Regions from separate parts of the Sus scrofa genome. Here region 1 is linked to region 2. A link is a contact called in public HiChIP or PLAC-seq data. All regions are on one chromosome and are shown on one strand. Each heading gives the region's core, a stretch centred on a gene start, on an enhancer-like site or on the middle of the called end of the contact. The rest is flanking DNA. Distances are from core to core; before and after follow the strand shown. Region 1 holds the start of TBCB (tubulin folding cofactor B). Region 2 holds the start of TYROBP (TYRO protein tyrosine kinase binding protein).

Region 1 (5,080 bases), core at 1,752-4,251, 170 kb before region 2:
GGGATGCCTGAGACAAGGCCTGAAGGAACAACAGGCACAAGGTCCCGGATGGAGAAATATCTTTAGCCCCTTTGAGGAATGGCAGGGCCCGTGTGGCAGAAGTGAGCCAGGGGGATGGCAGGGGAGACACAAGAGATCATTGGAGACTTTGGCTTTTTCCCAGAATGAGATGCTCAGCCAGAAGCCTCTGATCTGACTTGGGGGTTCATATGTTCCCTCAGCCAAGTGTAGGAGGGAGATGGAGGGGCACAGGGATGGGAGCAGAGAGACCAGAGATGAAGCTGGAGGCTGGGCCTGGGTGGGGGCGGAGGGGGAGAATAGTGTGGATTCTGCATAGATTTTCTAGGTGGAGCCCTTAGGGTCTGAGGACAGATCAGATTGGGGTGGGAGGGAGAGAGGTCAGGAACACCTGAGGTGTCTGGCCTGAGCCACTGCACTAACATGGCAAAACAGAAACGGCCAAGGAGCACTCAGAATTTCTACTCTATTAGGTATTTTTGTAAGTTTGAAGTTACTGGCATTCGCTATTGTGAGGAATTTGAGGGATATTTATATACAGAACAAATACAAATTCTCCAGAGGCTCCACCTCTGAGAAACCCGCCTTGTGTGGCATCAGAAGTCAGCGAGCGGGGTGTCCATAGCTGAAACCATGCGTGTGGAACCCTCCCATTTGAGGATGCCACCGCCCAGCCTGACCCACCAGCACCCCTATGTCAACTGCCCAGGTCAGGCCAGAGGCAGTCATGGGCTCTTCACAGTCCTGACCAATTCCTATCATGGTCCACGACCCACTGCCCCAACTGGACTCTAGAGACAACCTCCTCCTTGCTCTCCCCACCCCTCTGTCCTCCACAGTCTGTTCCCTACATGTAGTCAGCGGGAGTCTGTGAACTCTGAGTGAGACCAGGACCCGCCTGGCTCCGAGTCCTCCCTTGGCTCCCACTTCCTTCCACAATAGAGGAGGTCACTCTTCAGCCCCTAGACCCACTGTGCTCCCTCCCACCTCGGAGTGTTTGCACAGGCTGTGCCCTCCTCCTGGAGCATCCTTTCCCTTCCTTCAGTTAACCTTCCTATTCTTCAGGTCTCTGCTCAAGTAGCACTTCCTCCAGGAAGTCCTCCTGGATCTCTGATGGGTCAGGCTCCCCAGTAAGGGTGTCCAAGCTCTGTGATCGCTTCCTTCATGGCCCTCATCTCACTGACTCTTCACATCTGTTCCTGTGACTATTCAGCTAACATCTACCTCACACACTGGAGAGAGCTAAAACAGAGACCTTCTCAGACTGGATTTACAGCCCTACCCCTGGTATAACACACATGCTCAGTAAACAGTTATGAATAAATGAAAGAGATAAACGAGAACTGGTACTCTGGGTACACTGACTTCTGGAGCCAGGCCGACTGAGGTAAAAATTCTAGCTAGAGTTTCTCCTCAGGAAAGTAACTTCCATCCTGAAGCTAAGTTTCAGGCTAAGCTAAGCTAAGAATTAATTATACCATTTTCCATGTCTTATTTACTGGATTCAATTCATCATTCAACAATGATTCACTGAGCATCCTTTCTGTACCAGGCACTGTTCCAGGTGCTGGAGGAAAATCCGCAGTATGGCACAGGGTGATCAGTGCAAAGGACAAAAACCAAATAAAGTGGGAAAGGAAAGGGAAGAGGTTTAAATTTTAAACTGAGGCAACAAAGCTCTCACACTTGGAAGGTGACATTTAAGTAAAGACTGGAAGGAAGGAGTTAGCCATGTGGGCACAGAAATAAGAACCGTTCGGGCACAGGGAACAGCACATGCAAAGTGCACCAGGGATGCTTGGATGTCTGAGGAGTTTTTGGGGGGAACACTGAGGACAGAGAGGATGATGTGAGCAGATGCATACAGAGGTCCTGCTTCCGGCTTCTCCCAACATGTGAGCCTCATGACTCACTCTGACCCCCCCTCACACTCTGTTCCCTCTGCCTGGCCTGCCCCTCCCACTCTCCTCTTAGGTTGCCCTTTCCTCATCCTTCAGGTCTCAGCTCAGGCATCCCTCCCTTCAGGAGGCCCCTTCTGATACCCCCAGGTGGAGTCAGGCACCTCTTCTGGCTGCCTCCAGTCCCCTGGGGTTTTCTCAGCCCAGTCCAGACCACTCTTGACTGCCAGTGTCTGGTGATGGGTCTGTCTCTCTCCCTGATGGACTGGGAGCTCCACGCGGTTAGGGCCTATTTTAGTTATCACATATAGCAAACCACAGCAAGCATCTGTTGAATAAGTAAATGAACAGAAGGGAGGGATCCCAGGTAGGGAGGCCTCACATGGATGCGACAGCCGTCATCTACAGGGTATGAGCCCAGCAGGGCATCCTCCTGATCCAGCTTGACATAGAACTTGTCGTCAGGTCCATACAGTTCCAATTCCATGCAGGAAGCAGGGCTGCCCACAACCAGCTGTAGTTTATCCTGTGGGAGGACAAATGGGGAGGCGGAGAAGAGGTGGAAGGTTGTCAGGGGCCCTGTCCTCTATCCTGAGGCTCTGCCCTTTGTGTCCATAACCAACACTCCTTCCCACCATATAGAAATACTCACATGGTATTATCCCTGGTTACCCCTGGCCCCACCCCCTCGGGCCCTGATCCTGAAACCTGTGACTTTCCCAGGCCCCGCGACCATCCTCTGTAAACTCAGGTTCCCTATGAACCCGCCCCGCTGAGGTTCATTCCCCAGCCTCTGCAACCTCGGTTTATCTCGGGCTTCCTCCCGGCACTGGGGAAGACCCTCCAGGTCTTCTTGGCCCCGCCCCTCCGAGCCCCGCCCCCAAGGCCACACCTTGAACTCTGCTACGGTGAGGCTGCGACTATACCGCTTCTGGGAGCGGAAGCTGTTGAGAGAGCTGCTGATGAAAACGGTCACCGTGGGCGCCGACAACCCCGTCACCTCCATCTCGCCGCGCCCTGAGGGGGCCCGCAGCCCGTTCAGCCGCCTAACACACGCTCCGCAGTCGCCGCCGCTTCTGGGATATCAGTCCCTCCCCCTGCTCTGCGACCTGGCCAATCCACGCTCTCCCGCCAGGAGGGTCGGCCAATCGCCGCATCTCTTCGCCGCCGCCAGGAGGAGGATTCTCCCTAGTCTTGGGCCCAGCCAATCCTGAAAGGTCTTCCACCCGGTACAGTTCTTCCAATAGGGGCACGGGAGACGGCCCGGCGGACGAAGGCCGAAGCCAGGAGGAAGGACTGGCAAGAGCTACTCCAGTCTGCGACGGGTAAACTCGCGCATGTGCATTGGCCTTCGGTCGGCAGAAAGCCATGGCTTCTTTATGCGTAGAGCTTTGGGTTATGTGACGCACTGTATTTCTGGCTCTCGTACCACACTATTCTGTAAACTGGGGAAGCGAAGCCCAGATGTTGGAAGCAATTATTCTAGGATATCAAGAGCTTGAAGCAAGTAATTAATCAAACCTCAGGGCAGAGAACCGAGCGTAAAGCCACTGGGAGCCAGTACTCGAGCGCAGCTCCGCCCCTCTTTTGGCGAAGCTACGAGGTCTGACCCTTCCCGCCACCTGTCGCGCAGCGGGGCAAGCGCGGAAGGCTGGGCGGGCAGCGCGCCGCTATGGAACCGGACGGGACCTACGAGCCAGGCTTCGTGGGTATTCGATTCTGCCAGGAATGGTGAGACACGGCCAGCATGTGTTGGAGGGGAGCAAGTAATGGTCCCAAGACTGACCTTTAACCGCCCCCCCCCCAGCAACAACATGCTTTACCCCAAGGAAGACAAGGAGAACCGCATTCTGCTTTACGCGGTGAGCGCGAGCCTATCCACCCGTTCCTAACGGGGTCCCGCCCTGCTCCCTGTACAGCCCCCCGTGGGGTCTGGTCTAGTTCCCGAACTACCCCCCGAGTGAACCCGACTCTTGTCCTGCCCATCCCCGAGGTGATCCTCGACTACACCCCATGATCCCAACCTCGAGATTCCATCCCCTCCGAGGAAGACCCTGCCCTCCCTTCCAGTCCCATCGGGGATCTCTCCGTAACCCCCTTCCCGCCACACTCTCCCTCCCGCAGTGCCGGAATTGTGATTACCAGCAGGAGGCTGACAACAGCTGCATCTACGTCAACAAAATCACACACGAAGTGGAGTGAGTGGCAGGACGGGAGCTCGGGGCCGGGGTTGTTGGCTCGGGAGGCTTGGTCTAAGCATAGTTATTCTCTTTTCTCTTCCATCAGCGAACTAACCCAGATCATCGCTGACGTGTCCCAGGACCCCACGTTGCCGCGGACTGAAGACCACCCATGCCAAAAGTGAGCATGCAGCCGGTATCGGGGAGGGAGGGTGGCTCGTGCTCACTGGGCAAAGGGAAGAGGGAAGGGTATGGCAGGCTCCGAGTGGCAGACTGTCCCCTCAGGTGCGGCCACAAGGAGGCGGTGTTCTTCCAGTCACACAGTGCCCGGGCCGAGGTGAGTGGCGCCAGAACAAGACTTTCAGGGTAACCTGGACCTGGGCCTTCCTGGGGTGGTGACGCTAATACTGGGGGGACCCTGCCCTTCCTGGCATCCTGAACTGGCCCTTTAGCTGTAGGAAAAGCCCCTGGTCTGTTCTTCTGAAGTGAGGCTCTTCTGGATGGAGTTTCCGTATTGTGCCCTCCCAGACCCTAACCGTCCATCCTTTCTGCCAGGACGCCATGCGCTTGTACTACGTGTGCACGGCCCCACACTGCGGCCACCGCTGGACCGAGTGAACCACCCTCCCCTCGTGTAATAAATGCTGTGTTCTGTGCGTGCATTTCCTGTGTTTATTTGCCTCTCGTGGGTTGGATGCGGGGTGCGCAGCCTCAAGCCGTGCGATGCAGGGCACGGTGCTGCGCATAGGCCTCGGGCCTCGAGCTGGTGAAGCCGCAGTCCTCGCACACATGCAGCTTCTCACGGCGCTCGCGGTAAGCGTAGCTGGCTGGCTGCCCGTGCACCTTGGCAAGATGCGCTTCCAGGGAGCAGCGCTGGGTAAATGCTTTCCCGCAAGCTCCGCAGCGGAATGGCCGGATCCCTGCGCAGATGGGCAGGAGGGAGAGAGGACAGATAGGGGAAGACCTCGGAACCCTCTGCTCTCT
Region 2 (5,021 bases), core at 1,881-4,380:
CCCTAATGACTAATGATATTGAGCCCTTTTTCACATGCCTATTGGCCATTCCTATCTTTTCTTTTGTGACTTATCTGTTCATACCACTTTAAAAAGTGGATTATTTGTCTGATTTTTCAAAAAGCTTCCTTCCCCTGCTGTAGAGGGGAAAAGTGGGAGCGGGAGCATGCAGCTTCTACAGACCTAAGCGTGTCACAGACCCAGCACACTGCCTGCTTTCTGGAAAGGTCAGCTTTGGCCTCCCCCAATACTTGGGCTGCTGCCTGGAGAGATTGAGACACTTTACAGATCGTGTGGGGGCGGGGGTAGCCCTGCTTCCCGGAGTCTGGCATCGTGAGGAGGGTGGAGCCCTCTGTCCCAGCCTCTTCCTTCCGCCAGTGGTATGGAGACCATGGAGTGGAGAGCAGCCTGGGCTGGCAGGTTGGGATCTGTACTGGTACAGTTGTACCTGTTGCTAAAATCTTGAAATATTTCACTTCTGGTTAAGAGCCTCAACCCCACATCTTACGAATATGTGCCACTACCCTGTTCCATTCCCTTGGGTCATCTCGGACTTCCCCATATCTCAGCAACCAAAGGGGGCCCCAAGACTCTGACCCAGCCCTATGGCCGCATCCCTTCCGATTGGATGGTGCCTGGGTGCAGGCCTGTAAGACCGAATTCGGGGGGGTAGCCTGGACCTGGCTGGAGCTGGAAGAATCAGATCAGGAGGCTGAGGCTGAGAGGTTAGGGTGGATTTTCAGCAAGGTCAGCCCAGAACTGGAGACTTGAAGTTCTAAGAACGGTAACAACAGCAGTTCCCGTCGTGGCTCAGTGGTTAACGAATCTGACTGGGAACCATGAGGTTGCAGGTTCTATCCCTGGCCTCGCTCAGTGGGTGAAGGATCCGGCGTTACCGTGAGCTGTGGTGTAGGTTGCAGACGTGGCTCGGCTGTGGCTCTGGCGAAGGCCGGCGGCTACAGCTCTGATTGGACCCCTAGCCTGGAAACCTCCATATGCCGAGGGTGTGGCCCTAAAAAGACACACACACAAAAGAACAGTAACAATAGTGATGTTGGTAATGACTTCCGTTCGCTGAGCTATTCAGTGTGCCAGGCAGGCCTTATTCTAAACACAACTCACAAAATCCTGGACCACTGCAGCAACCTGCCCCCCCCACCACAGTCCATTCCCCTGGCCCAGCCAGAGGCAGCCCTTGAACACCCCAGGCAGATCAATACCATCCTGGCTCAGAGCTTCCTCTGGTCTCTGATTGCCCGCAGTTCACTGGGCTTTAGCTGCCTTGAGGGGCCTGGGGTGCCAGTAGGACCTGCAGGACCTGCTCACTCCAGACAGACCTGGGGGGTGGGGGTGGGGTGTGCTAATTCTTCTGCCACAGGACTCGGCCAAGCCCAAGCCTGGGCGATGGTGGTGATGGTGGCTTTAGCAGCTAGTGCTGCCTTGAACTTGGCCCAGATCCTCTTCCGGACTCCAAGTTAAAACCCCCCCACCCCAACCCCCGCCCCAGTGGGCCACTGAGCATCTATCTCATGACCACCTTCCAGTTCCCTGTTTTCTGTCCTGAGCCCAGGCCTGGGGAACCGTGGGTGTTGGCTTCCTGGACGGGGGAGGGGGGCTTCCGGCCCCTGGCCCATCCCCCAGGCACCCTAACCTCAGGTTCCTCCTTTCCCAGCCCAGTTCAGGCTCCTCCTGGGGGCTAGAAGTCCTTGTCATCTGCTGGGTGGCCTCTCTCAGTGAGCACTTCCAGCCACTTCCTCATTTGGTGGGGGCAGCCCAGCCTGGCCCAGAGCCACCACACTGTGGCCCACCTGCTTCTCCCCAGAGCCCCGGTCCTGGGCTGGGCCGTGTGCAGCCCTGTCTCGGCCTGTTCCTCTCCTCTTTCTCTGCCTCGCCTCGGCTCTCTCCTTCCCGATCTTCCCTTTTCCCCTACTCCTTTCCGAGGGTCAAATGTCTGTTTTTAGCTGCTGGGTTCCAGTTCCACCTTTATTTGCTGTGTCACCTTCGGCAAGTATCTTTCTTTCTGTAAAATGGGGGTAAGAGCCTGTGCCTCAGACGGTGCTGTTGGGGGTTAAAAGCCTTAATGCCTGGGACAGAGTGCCTGCACCTCTTTAGCACCTGTATCTCTCTCTCTCTTCTTTTTTGTCTTTATAGGGCCCCACCTACGGCTAGGGGTCAAATTGGAGCTGCAGCTACGGGTCTAAACCACAGCCACGGCAATGTAGGAGCCGAGCTGTGTCTGTGACCTGTGACGCAGCTTGTGGCAACGCTGGAGCCTTTAACCCACTGAACGAGGCGAGGCCAGGGATTGAACACATATCCTCATGGATACTAGACGGGTTCTTAATCTGCTGAGCCACGACAGGAACTCCCTAATGGTTCTCCTTTAATATGCTATGAACATTCCAAATAATTGTAATGGGTGCTTATAAAAAGCTGACAAGGGAGCTCCCTTCGGGGCTCAGCGGTTAACAAACCCAACTAGGATCCACAAGGAATCGGGTTTGATCCCTGGCCTCGCTCAGTGAGTTAAGGATCCAGCATTGCCATGAGCTGTGGTGTAGTTCCAGACTCAGCTCGGATCTGGTGTGCTGTGGTGTAGGCCGGCAGCTGGAGCTTCGATTCAACTTCCATATGCCGCGGGTGCAACCCTAAAAAGCAAAAAAATAAAAATAAAAATGAAGAGCTGACAAGTGTCAGACCCTGTTCTAGAAATATTCATCCATTTGATCCCTACAGCACCCTACAAAGTAGGTACTGCTTTACTTCTCATCTTACAGATGAGGAAACTGAGGCCCAGAGGGGTTGAGTGACGGATTCAAGGTCGTCCAGCCCGGAAGAGGCAGCGATAGCCTCAGTCAGAGTCAGCCATCGAGGCTCCTGGTACAGTGATGTCTGAGCCTTGTTTGGGGATGGAGCTCAAGTTGACCCACGCACCTTTGACCTTTCATTCCAGCTGTTAGCGGCTGCAGCACGGCCTCTGGGGTGTCCGGGCCTGATTCTTTGTGGTATTATATGTCTCTGTTCCTCCTCCCCCATTGTCCCCTCCTCCCTTCTGCCACCGCCCACCTCAGACTTCCTCCTTTACTTGGTTGGACACTACGCCACATCCCACTGGCCTTGGACTGTGGTGTCCAGCAGCGTCATCTGCATCATGGGGCGCCTCGGACCCTCCAATGGACTCCTGCCTCTCCTCCTGGCTGTGGGTGGTGAGTTGGGGGCCTCTGACGCTCCCGGGCTCAGCTTGGGGCAGGACAGGGAACAGGGTGGGAAGAGAAAAGCAAAGGGGTGGGGAGCGGGGTGGACCCAGCAGATTCCCCAGCCCCCCACACCCTATGGGTCTCTCTCAGAGCCTGCGCCCCTGAGATTGGGCCTCTGGCAGAAGCAGAGGGAGGGCACTCTAAGATGTTGCAACAGGAAAAGCCGATGTAGAAGTAACACAGTCCAGCGGCTTGGATGCTGGCCCACAGGTCCCACCGGACCTTGCTGTCCACCCTTGCCTCCTGGCTGTCAGGAACCCCCCTCCCCCAGCCTCTATGCCCACCAGCCCTGTGTCTCAGTTTACCTTCTTTTTCTCTCCTCAGGTTTCAGCCTTGTCCAGGCCCAGAGAGGTAGGCCAGTCCCCCCTCCCGACCCCCCCCCCCGCCCGAGACCACCCCATCTCTGTCCCTTCCCCAGTCTCCCCCTGATGACTGACACCTCCTCCCAATGCCCTACTCCCACGGACCTCCCCTCACCCCCATGCCCCATCCATTCCAGAATGCAGCTGCTCCGCCGTGAGCCCCGGCATCCTGGCGGGGATCGTGCTGGGGGATCTGGTGCTGACCCTCCTCATCGCCCTGGCTGTGTACTCCCTGGGTCGGCTGGTCCCTCGGACACGTGGGGCCGTGGACGGTGAGTGGGGCCGCCAGAGGATGGCCTGGGACCCTCTGAGGACCTGCCTGGTGGGGAGGGGGTATGGCTCCCGAGTCACAAGCATCCAAGGGGGGTGATGGAGGGGCTGGTTCTGTCACAATGTGGTGCTCCTGATTCTCACCCTGTGTCTGCACTCTGCTGCTCCCCACCCCTAAGCAGTGACCCGGAAACAACACATCGCTGAGACAGAGTCTGCTTATCAGGTGAGGAAACCAGCTTCTCTTTCTCATAGCTCACTCCTCTCCTGGGGGTGTCCATCTGGAGTACCCCTCCCCCAGGCCCTGCAGAACCTAGACCCGAAAGCCCCTTTCGCAGCACCCCTTAAATGCTTGAAGACCAAGCATCCAGAATGCTTTCAGTGATCGTTCATGACCTTATGCTCGGCTTACAATGTGTGGAGGGGACATACAGGAATGGTTGGCCTCAGTCCGAAGGCAGGCTCTGAATTGTTCTGGAAAAGCCCAGCCCAGGACAGGCTGATGTCCTGGAGAAGTCCTCCTAAGGGCAGAGGATAGAATTCAGCCTAGTTTGGTGACTCCAAAAAGAAACATTCTAGAGTTTGGAGGGGAGGAGTTTGCATCCCTTCGAGACACTATCCAAATCTAAAGACTCCTTTGAAGAATCCACACAAAAAATACCAATTTGTGCATATAATCTAGGGCCAGCGCAAGGATCTTTGAAACCCTTCTTAAGAACCTCTGTGCCGGAGTTCCCGTCGTGGCGCAGTGGTTAACGAATCCGACTAGGAACCATGAGTTTGCGGGTTCGGTCCCTGCCCTTGCTCAGTGGGTTAACGATCCGGCGTTGCCGTGAGCTGTGGTGTAGGTCACAGACGCGGCTCGGATCCCGCGTTGCTGTGGCTCTGGCGTAGGCCGGTGGCTACAGCTCCGATTCAACCCCTAGCCTGGGAACCTCCATATGCCGCGGGAGCGGCCCAAGAAATAGCAACAACAACAAAAAAAGACAAAAAAAAAAAAAAAAAAAGAACCTCTGTGCCCATAATCATCTTTCCATCACCCACCTTCTGTCAGTACCATTCTTTTTTTTTTTTTTTTTTTTTTTTTTGTATTTTTAGGGCCACAGTGGTGGCATATGGAGGTTCCCAGGCT

Evidence for each region. HiChIP or PLAC-seq counts read pairs in DNA pulled down with a chosen protein or histone mark.
Region 1: a contact with region 2 is called in an H3K27ac HiChIP or PLAC-seq map of alveolar macrophages. The contact joins the promoter of TBCB here to the promoter of TYROBP in region 2. A contact is called at or near these places in 1 of 47 Hi-C or Micro-C datasets (embryonic fibroblasts) and 1 of 2 datasets of contacts at active chromatin or transcription factors (alveolar macrophages).

What each region holds. Positions count from the first base shown.
Region 1 is chr6:45,480,463-45,485,542 of Sscrofa11.1, reverse strand. TBCB (tubulin folding cofactor B) reads right to left here and starts at 3,001. Exons shown (of 6, transcript NM_001205403.1): 1 at 2,809-3,001; 2 at 2,299-2,442. The coding sequence starts at 2,922. POLR2I (RNA polymerase II subunit I) reads left to right here and starts at 3,225. Exons shown (of 6, transcript NM_001205404.1): 1 at 3,225-3,647; 2 at 3,724-3,778; 3 at 4,041-4,114; 4 at 4,203-4,277; 5 at 4,382-4,433; 6 at 4,652-4,758. The coding sequence starts at 3,589. The coding sequence ends at 4,714. It overlaps OVOL3 (putative transcription factor ovo-like protein 3), which reads right to left. Exons shown (of 4, transcript XM_005664527.3): 4 at 4,721-5,016. The coding sequence ends at 4,808.
Region 2 is chr6:45,310,595-45,315,615 of Sscrofa11.1, reverse strand. It overlaps TYROBP (TYRO protein tyrosine kinase binding protein), which reads left to right and starts at 3,130. Exons shown (of 5, transcript NM_214202.1): 1 at 3,130-3,206; 2 at 3,582-3,608; 3 at 3,757-3,891; 4 at 4,072-4,115. The coding sequence starts at 3,152.